Regions from separate parts of the Sus scrofa genome. Here region 1 is linked to region 2. Evidence: chromatin contacts called from public HiChIP or PLAC-seq data. All regions are on one chromosome and are shown on one strand. The core of a region is the stretch at or near the end of the contact, and the rest is flanking DNA. Distances in the headings are between cores, read along the strand shown. Region 1 overlaps SBF2 (myotubularin-related protein 13). Region 2 holds the start of ADM (adrenomedullin).

Evidence for each region. HiChIP or PLAC-seq counts read pairs in DNA pulled down with a chosen protein or histone mark.
Region 1: an H3K27ac HiChIP or PLAC-seq map of alveolar macrophages shows a contact between it and region 2, with 4 times the contacts expected there. The contact joins the enhancer-like site here to the promoter of ADM in region 2. A contact is called at or near these places in 2 of 5 promoter capture datasets (fetal liver and liver), 20 of 47 Hi-C or Micro-C datasets (adipocytes, adipose tissue, alveolar macrophages and 11 more) and 2 of 2 datasets of contacts at active chromatin or transcription factors (alveolar macrophages and skeletal muscle).

Annotation. Positions count from the first base shown.
Region 1 is chr2:49,306,652-49,311,698 of Sscrofa11.1, forward strand. The region is part of intron 1 of SBF2 (myotubularin-related protein 13); the gene reads left to right. Among named protein-coding and RNA genes, the nearest start is that of SBF2, 66 kb to the left of the region's middle. Within about 2 kb of position 1,325, at least 2 of the 83 cell types and tissues checked have an H3K27ac peak or open chromatin away from gene starts, as enhancers often do. A contact at or near this core is called in alveolar macrophages and retroperitoneal adipose tissue, where this site is marked.
Region 2 is chr2:49,228,369-49,232,956 of Sscrofa11.1, forward strand. ADM (adrenomedullin) reads right to left here and starts at 3,153. Exons shown (of 4, transcript NM_214107.1): 1 at 3,028-3,153; 2 at 2,465-2,583; 3 at 2,159-2,308; 4 at 855-1,952. The coding sequence starts at 2,562. The coding sequence ends at 1,634. LOC100525978 (a long non-coding RNA gene) reads left to right here and starts at 3,585. Exons shown (of 2, transcript XR_301768.3): 1 at 3,585-4,588.

The sequences.
Region 1 (5,047 bases), core at 75-2,574, 76 kb after region 2:
GGATCTTTTTGGGTTTGGGGTCAGTATATACTTCATTTAAGTGTACTGTTTCATCCCCCTTACTGAGTAATCCATAAAGCTGCACCTAGATTGCTTTATAGAGCTTGAACCAGGCTGAGGTAGGAGAATCATGGTGAGGGCCCCTTGATTTTAGAGCTAAGCTATATCCTTTTTGGCAAGCAAATACTTTACTTTTTTTTTTTTTTTTTTTCTTTTTGGGACCGTACCCACAGCATATGGAGGTTCCCAGGCTAGAGGTCTAATCAGAACTACAGCTGCCGGCCTATGCCATAGCCACAGCAGTGCAGGAGTCTGAGCCGCATCTTCGACCTATACCACAGCTCATGGCAACACCAGATCTTAACTCACTGAGAGAGGCCAGGGATTGAACCCAAAACCTCATAGTTCCTAGTCGGATTGGTTTCTGCTGCACCACAGTGGGAACTCTGCAAATATTTTACTTTTGAAAGATGCTTTAGGTCTATTATATCTAATAGAGAACAAATGCCCAAATACTGGATACCAGTGATATGAACTTCCTACACAGATAATGCCTAGTAAGCAGCAGTTCCATCATCAAATAGCCATTGGGCACAAAGCAGGTACTGAAAGCACATGTATGTTGCATAGGCAGAAAGCTCTTTCTCTATGGCTCTCTCTCTCACAACTTCACACCCATGGCTTCCTTCCTGGACCGTTCCTTATGTTCCTAGTTAACGTGGGGCTTTGTACAGTGTGTTGACATTTGTCAGACTAATGGTCAGACTCTGATAGAAATTGCCAGTTACCGTCTTATATCTAGTTTCCCCTCCTTTAGAAACAAAGCTCGTGTGTGTGTGTGTGTGTGTGTGTGTGTGTGTGTGTTTGGCAGAACAGTTGTCACTTAACTAAGACTCCACCTTTCAATTAGGCATGGCTGTGTGACTAGGCTTTGGCTAGTGATGTTTATGTGAAATTGTTCTTCCAGAGATTCTCCCTAATAATCTATGCCCTTCTCAATTTTTACTTGAAACATGGACATGTTGTTTGGAGCTCTAGCGCTAAACCATGAGAATGAGGGCCAAACCCTGTAGATAGTGGGTCAGTGAAACTGTAGAAACTGGATTCCCAAGACCATAGATCTGTCATTTGTCCTGGACTCCCACTTCTAGACTTCTTTTATATGAAATGAAACAAACTTCTCCCTTGTAAGCTGCTAATATTGTAGGTTTCCTGTCATATGCTTCTGAACTTGTGACGGAGACACTGAATACCCAGATAGATAAGGTACCACTCTCTATGACAGCGAATGGAGGAGAAGATACGGGTTTTGTAGAAATAATGGAATATCCCATTTTGGTCATGAATAATTTACCATTTGTGGAAGTGCCCAGTAGGGGTGTAGATGGCATTGGGAGCTTGTGAAATACTGTTTTATGGGGAGAAGAAGGCAATTTTGTTTTTAAAGAGTGAAACCTCAGGGAAAACAACTGGCCTTATAACTTGTTTACTTTTAGTAGGATAGGAAGTTTGATTTTGAGAAGAACTGAGAAGAAAACATAAGGCTTGGATTATCTGTGCTGGTGGTTCTGCTCCAAGGTGAACTTTGAGTTAGAGATGTGAAAGAAAGAGAAAAGGAAAACGTTGTAGGTAGAGGGCGTATTTAAACTATATTTGGGAAGAAGAAATTGAGCATCTGTATTCCTTTAAAGCGCAAGGCACAGGTTCGGCAAAGGCCGGTTAGCTCAGTTGGTTAGAGTGTGGTACTAATAAAACACAAGGCACGGGTTGATATTCTTTCAAACTCAGAGATTTCCTGCCTTTTCCTTTATTGAGTTAGAGTTAGGAAACCCATAGATAGAGACGTGTTGAATGAGTTTTAATGAGAAGTTCAGGTGTATCATGCCTGGTTGCATTGTGCAACAAACAGGAATCTTTCTTGTTTGAGGAAGATGAACATGATGACCTTTGCTGTTGTTCAATCAATAACTTCTCTCCCTAGTTCAAAGGTGTTATATTTTAAAATTCCTATGCTAAAACTAAGTACCTATCACGTAATAATCTTATCTTCAGTTGGAGGGAAACTTAAAAAACATAGTGCAAGTGATACAGCAAGTCATAGTAGAGAATTGTGTTTTAAATGTGTAATTTTCGTTTTATTCTAAGAGGATTGATGCATTCTGAATGCTACCAACATATTGGTGTTTTTGAATGTTTTCTAAGAAAGTTGCCTAAAATTTTTATGTGGTAATTTTTTTTCTGCTGTATTATCAACAGGGGCTAAATATTCTGTGGTATCATGGTAATACATTTCTATAATACTTTAAAAGGCATAGATATACTATTATGTTGCAGAAATTCCTTGCTGCTTCTTTTTTATTCCTCCTTTTCTCCTTTCCCTTCACCCGTGTTCTTTCTGTGCTTCTATTTCTACCCCTGTTTTGTTTGTAAGGTTGCTGATTTCTCAGTATTACATAATAGGCATGTTTTTGTGATACTCATTTTCGTCTAAGATAACTTTAACCAGTCTAGAAAGAGATCTTTTATTCTACATCATACAAAATAACGATATTTAGTCAGTAACGTGGAGTTCTTTGCCAGCAGACAAGTTATTGAGGCTTAGTTTAAATTCATACAGTTTAAATGAGTATGGTTTTCCTAGCAAGGTAATCTATCTGGAGATTTTTGTCTACTCTTTAGGTTGACAACCATAGTTTTGTTCCCTCTAGTGGTAGATGTATGTATTTCACATTTTCTGATGTTCATCATGCATAGAATTTTAGAGCCGGAAGAGACCTAAGATCACTTTATAGGTAAGAGACTGAGATTCAGAGAAGTTAGAGGATTTGCTTAAGGTTACTAGTTAGAGATAGAGCTAAGACAGGCCTGAGATCTCTTGATTATCAGTATAGTGTTCTTCTTTAAAACAAGGCTCAGTGGTGTATGCATATGTCTGTGAGGACTTGCTTAGATTAGTTTGAAGATATTCACTGTGTGCTGATATTTATATCTTGGATTATTTCTGTTTATTCATAGTTACTGTTGATGCGTTTAGTGTAGTAGTCTATTGAGAAATAGAAGGACTCTTGAAAGAGTGACCAAGATAGGAAGGGAAATGGGAATCATATTTACCTTTGAGAAGACATAGTAGTTGTCTTTAAGTAGTTGAAGTGTTTACTTTTTGAAGAAGGTTGAGCTTATTTTTAGCTTGTTACATTGAGTATAGCAGATGTTAATTATTGACTCTGTGGGCTTTCCCTGAGATGGTCTAGTTTCTTTCAATAGAATAGGAGGAACTAGAGCAAGTCAGGGCCCTAGAACTAGACTTACCTATAGTGTCACACCCAGATTAAGTTCTGTGTTGAAAGAGGAGATAATTCTGGTGGTTCCTATCCATCTGCCCTGCCACAGTACAGCAAAGGGTTACAAGTCAGGCAAGCAGTAAACTTAAAGATAGAGAAGTTTTAAGTGAACCAAAGTTGTTGGACTAAGGATAGAGGATGGAGAATATTGCCCTAGAAAGAGAAGAGCCAGTTGACACCAGGACACCAGCCATTGGTTGAATACTGGAACAATGTGAGAACATTACCTGGTATGTAAGTTTATTTCTTTATGTGTAAAATGGAGATTAATAGTTTTATTTTATAGCTTGTTAGGTTTAATTCCCTTATGTATAGCAACTGCACAGTAAATATCATTTGGATCTGATTTGAGAGTGATGACCTGAGCAAAAACAAAACTTTTGTCCTAGGGAGACTTGGATTCTGAAAAAATATTTCAACGTATGAAAGAGCTATCTAATAATCTGGGAAGTAGTAATTTCATCTTTACTTAGAGGTGTTAAGGATGAGGATGAAAAACTGGGGATATTGTAGAAGGTATTTAAACATTGAATTGTGCTTTTTGTTTAATCATCAAATTATAATTTATTGTCTGTACTAATATTTTTGTTCTGTCCATTGTTTTTCCTTTGTGATGCTCCAGTATTGCTTCCTTTATCATTTCCTTTCTGTTTGAACAATTTCCTTTAGCCCATCTCTAAGGATAGGTCTTCTAGTGACAGTTTCTTTTAGCTTTTCTTCATCTGAGAATGTCTGAATTTCCCCTTCATTCCTGAAAGGTAGTTTTGCTGGAAATAGAATTCCTAGTTGAGAATTCTTCTCTCAGCACTTGAAAAATGTACTACAACTTTTTGACCTTCATGGTTTCTGATGAGAAATTTGCTGTCATTTGAATTGATGTTATACTATAGGTAATACATTGTTTCTCTCTTGCTCCTTTCAAGATTTTTTTTAAGTTTTCAGAAGTTTTGGTGTAAACTTTTTTGAATTTATCCCATTTGAGGATTTGAATTTTTTTTGTGCTTTGCTAAATTTGTGAATCTTTCAGCTGTTATTATCTTTCAGTCCCACTCCTTTTAATATTCCAGTGATAGGAATATTAGATATTTCGTTATGGTCTCATGGATCCCCAAGGCTCTGTTCTTTATATTTTATCTTCCCTCATTTGTTTAGATGGTGTAAATTATATTGATCTGTCCCAGAGTTCACTAATTCTATCCTACTCTGACTCTATTCTACCATTGAACCCTTCTACTGAGTTTTAATTTTTGTTATTTTTTAGTTTTATATTTTAGTTTGATAATTTCCATTTAGTTTATAGCTTCTATTTCTTTGCTGATATTTTCTATTTTTTTCATTTGTTTCAAGAGAATTTGAGGGAGTTCCCTTCCTGGCTCGGTAGTTAACAAACCTGGCTAGGATCCATGAGGATGTGGGTTCGACCCCTGGCCCCTCTCAGTGGGTTAAGGATCTGGCATTGCTGTGAGCTGGGGTGCAGGTCACAGATGCGGCTCAGACCTCACATTGCTGTTGCTGTGGCTGTGGCTGTGGTGTAGGCCAGCAGCTGTAGCTCTGATTCAGCCCCTATCCTGGGAACTTAAATATGCTGCAGGTGCGGCCCTCAAAAAAAAAAAAAAAAAAAAAAAAAAAAAAGGCAGGAGAATTGGGATTGAATATTAATGAATTTTTATGACAGCTGCTTTATAATCCTTGTTATATGTTCCAAC
Region 2 (4,588 bases), core at 1,903-4,402:
AATGAAAAAGCCTTGGGGAGGAGGAAGGAAGAGGAGAGCTGCAAGGGGAGGTGGAACAATGAAGGTCTCAGGCCTTCGCAGGCGCACGGTTCCAGCGGCACGTCCGTCCCCCCCGCCTCCGGCCAGCAGCTGCACGCTGCGCAGCGTGTGGGCGCTGAGTCACGGTCCCAGAACAGGGAGCCGCCGTGCAGGTCTAGGGGGGGGCCGGTCCTGGTTGGCATCTGCAAACTGTTTTTTTCTTTCCTCTTTCATTAAGGCTGTGTGCTGACTCCCACGTAGGAAGGCTTATTAAACCGCACGTACTGCCAGAAGACTCCCGGGCTCGTCCGAGGTGGCCGGCTGGGGGCGCCGCAGCATCGCTTATGAGCCCGCAGGCTGGCTGGAGCACCCGGCTGGGAGAAAACTGGAGTTGGTGGCCCGGCTTCGAGTTTCCCAGAGGAGGTTGCAATTTTTGCTGGAGTCGCTTCTACCTCTGGCACCTCTGCTGCCCGGGGAAACTCATCTTGAAGGTCTCGGAGGTGCGCTTTACGTGAGCAACTCCATAAACTTATAGGACTCTGTTGTACAATTTGGAGAGTCCAGGCTCGCTTCCCCCGCTAGGACTCAACCTACCCCACCCGGCCCGGCTGCCACACGAGTCTGTGATCTGGCACATCCCCGCGAAGCCCCGACCAGCACGCGATACTGGCGCTCCGCACGCCGGCACGGAAAGAGTATTGCTCTGATAGCTCAGCCAGTGCGAAGACCCGCCAGCACGCGCCGACACAGCCTCCTACCTTCCCACCCAGGCTCCCGTGCGCACCAGGACCGGGGGCACCCTCCCTCCCAAGACTCGTGACCCGAGAATGAATCATCATTGAGACAGTTTATTGGTTTGCTACTTCGCATATCACCCATTTTATGTAAATAGATTATACAGATATGGTGTTTTCTTCTTCCCCAAGAGGCATCCAGACTCTCTTTCACGCACACACACACACACACTCTCACATTTCGCGCAGCAAACAATGTTACACCTCGCTGAGACATTCACATATTAAAATAGAGGGGAGGGGAACAATACAATTGTTTTAAAATGCCCTTAATACAATATATAACGTACAAAAATATCTCTATATTTGAAGTTACAAAAAAAAATCTTGACAGCAACAAACTTAAATATTGATAGTTACCTCTTTATATACAACATACATTGCACTTTTCCTCTCTAGGTTTTGGAAAGTTCAAGTAATAGTGAGGCTTGCGCCCTGTTGGGGTTATTCCCCTTCAGAAATCAGTTTGTGGGCGGCACGGCAGTGGCTCAGACCCTTGCCCCTGGGGGTCTAAGCATTTACTTCGCAGTTTCTCCTCTCCGTGAGCCTGGCAGATGACACTCCTTTGGATTCCTCTGCACCCTCCACCCCCACCCGGGGACCCGGGCTGGATTAAGCCGAAGAGAACACTGCCTCCAAGCAGGACGGGTTCCTGAAAATGCAGGGCTCGCCGCTGGTCTGTGCCTCCCGGACTCTCGGTCTCTCAATGCTGTCTCTGCCCGGGCCCCAGCCGCTGAGGGGCTCGGCTCCGGGAAGCCCCCCGCCCCAGGAAGCGCCGGCATGATGCATGCGCGACTGTTCGCTGCTGCCACAGTAGGCGCCTAAATCCTAAAGAGAGTGGCGAGCACTTGATGCGCCGGGGAGGCCGGGGCCCCGTGCGCCTGTGGCTCCTGGGACCTCAGAGTCCGGCCCAGGCTGGCTTCGGGCAGAGAGCGTCGGCGCCGGCGGCCGTAGCCCTGGGGGCTGATCTTGCTCCGGGGGGCGACGCCGTCCTTGTCTTTGTCCGTGAACTGGTAGATCTGGTGCGCCAGCTTCTGCACGGTGCACGTCCCAAAGCGACAGCCGAAGCTCCGCAGGCCCTGGAAGTTGTTCATACTCTGGCGGTAGCGCTTGACTCGGATGCGGGCTGCATCCGGAATGCTGGAGAGGGGAAGGAAGGCAACGTGAGACCCCCATCAAGCAAGTCTTTGGCCCCCGCCACCGAGAACGGAGCCTTTCTAGGACCAGAGGGAGCTGGAAACTGCTACCTCTATCTGAACTGCCATACAGCCCTGATGATCCCCAGGGGCAGGGCAATGGAGGAGGGTTCTTCTTGCCCACCCCGCCTAGGCGTCTGGCATAGTTACCTGGCCTGGGGGCTGCGAGAGGAGCCCTTCACATCCTGGGGCCGAATGACAGTCTGGGCAGGCCCGGCCTTCAAGTCGGCGATCCCGGTGGGGTAGCTGCTGGACAGCCGAAGTTCTCTTTTTCCACGACTTAGAGCCCACTTATTCCATCTAAAAAACATAAATAGACTTGATTCGCAATTGTCCAGGCGAGGTGCTGGCCGGTCCCCGCTTCTATTCACTTCTAACCCCTCTGGCACCAATGGTCAGTTCCCCTTGTCTTGCAGGTACCAGAACTGGGGAAGGCGCTGCCCGAGCGAGACTCACTTCTTTCGGAACTCTGCCGCCACGTCGAGCCGAGCTGTGTCAGCGCCCAGGAAGGCGAGCGAGCCCAGGTACATGAGGGCTACGGGAACCAGCTTCATCCCGGCTGAGATGTGCAGACCCTGAGATAGGAGAGAGAAGAGCCGAGGGTGAGCGCCCGGGCCCGCCGCACCGCCGGGCGGGGCACGGAGGCGGGCGGGGGACCCCGGCGCGGGCAGGCTCAGCCCGCGCTCTGCCTGACTCAGACGCTTATCTCCCCGGGGCGCAGAGAGGCGCCAGCGGCATTTGCACCCGCCAGGCGGGTGACAGGCCCCGCAGGGGAGGCCACTGCCCCGCGCCAGGCTCCCGGAGGTTCCCCTCTCAACTTGTCGTAATTTGCCTGACAGAGCAGAGGGGACTGGGTTTCTGGAGTTTCAACTGTATCCACAAGCTGGGCGTGGGATGGGGGATGCACCCAGCAGAGGACCCTCCAAAGTGGACAGCACTCCTCACCCAGAGCTCCCAGTCTCCGGCTTGGGCAACCCCCACCCCCACCCGCTTTAACCCGCTCCGCTTTTGGTGCTTACCTGCTAAGGGGGTGATCTGCCAAGATTTGGGAAGATGAAGTCTGAGACGTCCCTCTGGCAGTGGCAAAACCCCGACGTCCAAGCTGTGGTAAGAAACTAGAGGTGGCAAGGCTCGAGCTGTTCCGCCTCAGTGTCACCAAGAAACCACTGAGTGGCCGGCTCTCGTTCCTCGGCTTTATAAGAGCGCAGGGGGCGGGGCCTAGGCTGCCCTCGCGCCCTCCCTTTCTTCCCTTGGGCGCGCACTCTGCAATCAGGCGCGCGCATTGCTTGCTTGAGGGTACGTGCTTTGGGTGGGGGCGAGGTGGGGGGCGTCCCTCATACCGAGAGGGCTCAGAGATGAGCTCCAGGAGATAGGTGCAAGAACTGCCCCAGCCCTGACTCTCCCTGCACGGGGTTCAGACTTTAAGCCGAGCCGAAGTGAGGCTGTACAGCCTCTTGAGGTCCTTACCCAGGACCTATGCAGCCAAGAGTGTAAGGTCTCCTGACACAGAACTTCAAGAGCCAGCATACGGTAGCACGCAGATGACTTGAACCCAGGACCTTGGGAGCTGTGCCCTCTAGTGGACCGCGCCCCCTGCCGGCTCGGCGCCTGACCTGGCCGCGACCCTAGACGCTCCCAGAGCCTCAGGGGCAGGGCACACACAGAGCACAGCTGAGAGGAGGGGGGCTTGCCAGTGGCGGAGACTCCGGGGTTCTGGAATGGACTAGCAAGATTTCGCAATAGGGGCAAGGCTCAGAAAGACTGATTTGACAATTGGGATTTAGAGAGGGGAGTTATCTGAAGTTTCAGAATTTGCGTGCCTATTTGGAAATTTAGGAATAACCAAAATTAGGAGGAAGAATAACCTTTTCGTCCCCCCCCCCAGTAATCCAATTATGCCTTATAAGGTTACAACCTGAAAGTTTGCCTTGCTGCCCTCGAAGCCTACGTTCACCCCTTGTAAACGTGAGAATTTACTGCCAGGGAGCACACTAATGCTTCATGAATGTTAATCGCTTTACAGTTTACAAAGCATGGCCACATCCTGATCTTTGATCCTCACACCTACCCTTGAGTTAGATGAGGAAGGTAACACCGATTTTCTACTTGGTGAAATGAGAAAATTAAGATTCACAGGGGGTCTCATTTGCCCAAAGTCACATCAAAGGTGGTAAGCAGTAGTGTCCTGGACTCACTGGACTGGGGCTCAGCGTGAATTTTTCTAGGCTGGGGTCATCATGCCATCAAAGGGGGTTGGAGAGTCCTAGCTCCCGCCCAAGGATTTTGCCTGTTCATGATGAATCACCCCCAAGCCTGTTTTGTCACCCGTTTATGCTCTTCCATCACTGCTTCTTGACTTCACTTTCTCATTTAGCTTCTGGGGTGGAATGGGGGAGGGGTTGCACTCCGCCTCCTGGGCTCCCTACTTCTTGCAGGAGGGCTTCTCATGTCCTATCACCCACTACTCTGGATGTAGGTCCATGAAGCCCAGGGCCTAAACTGAGAAGCAGAGAGAGCAGGTCCACTGGAACTCTGGACCAGCTTCTAAATCTCATCCTGTGTACATGGGCAAATCACATC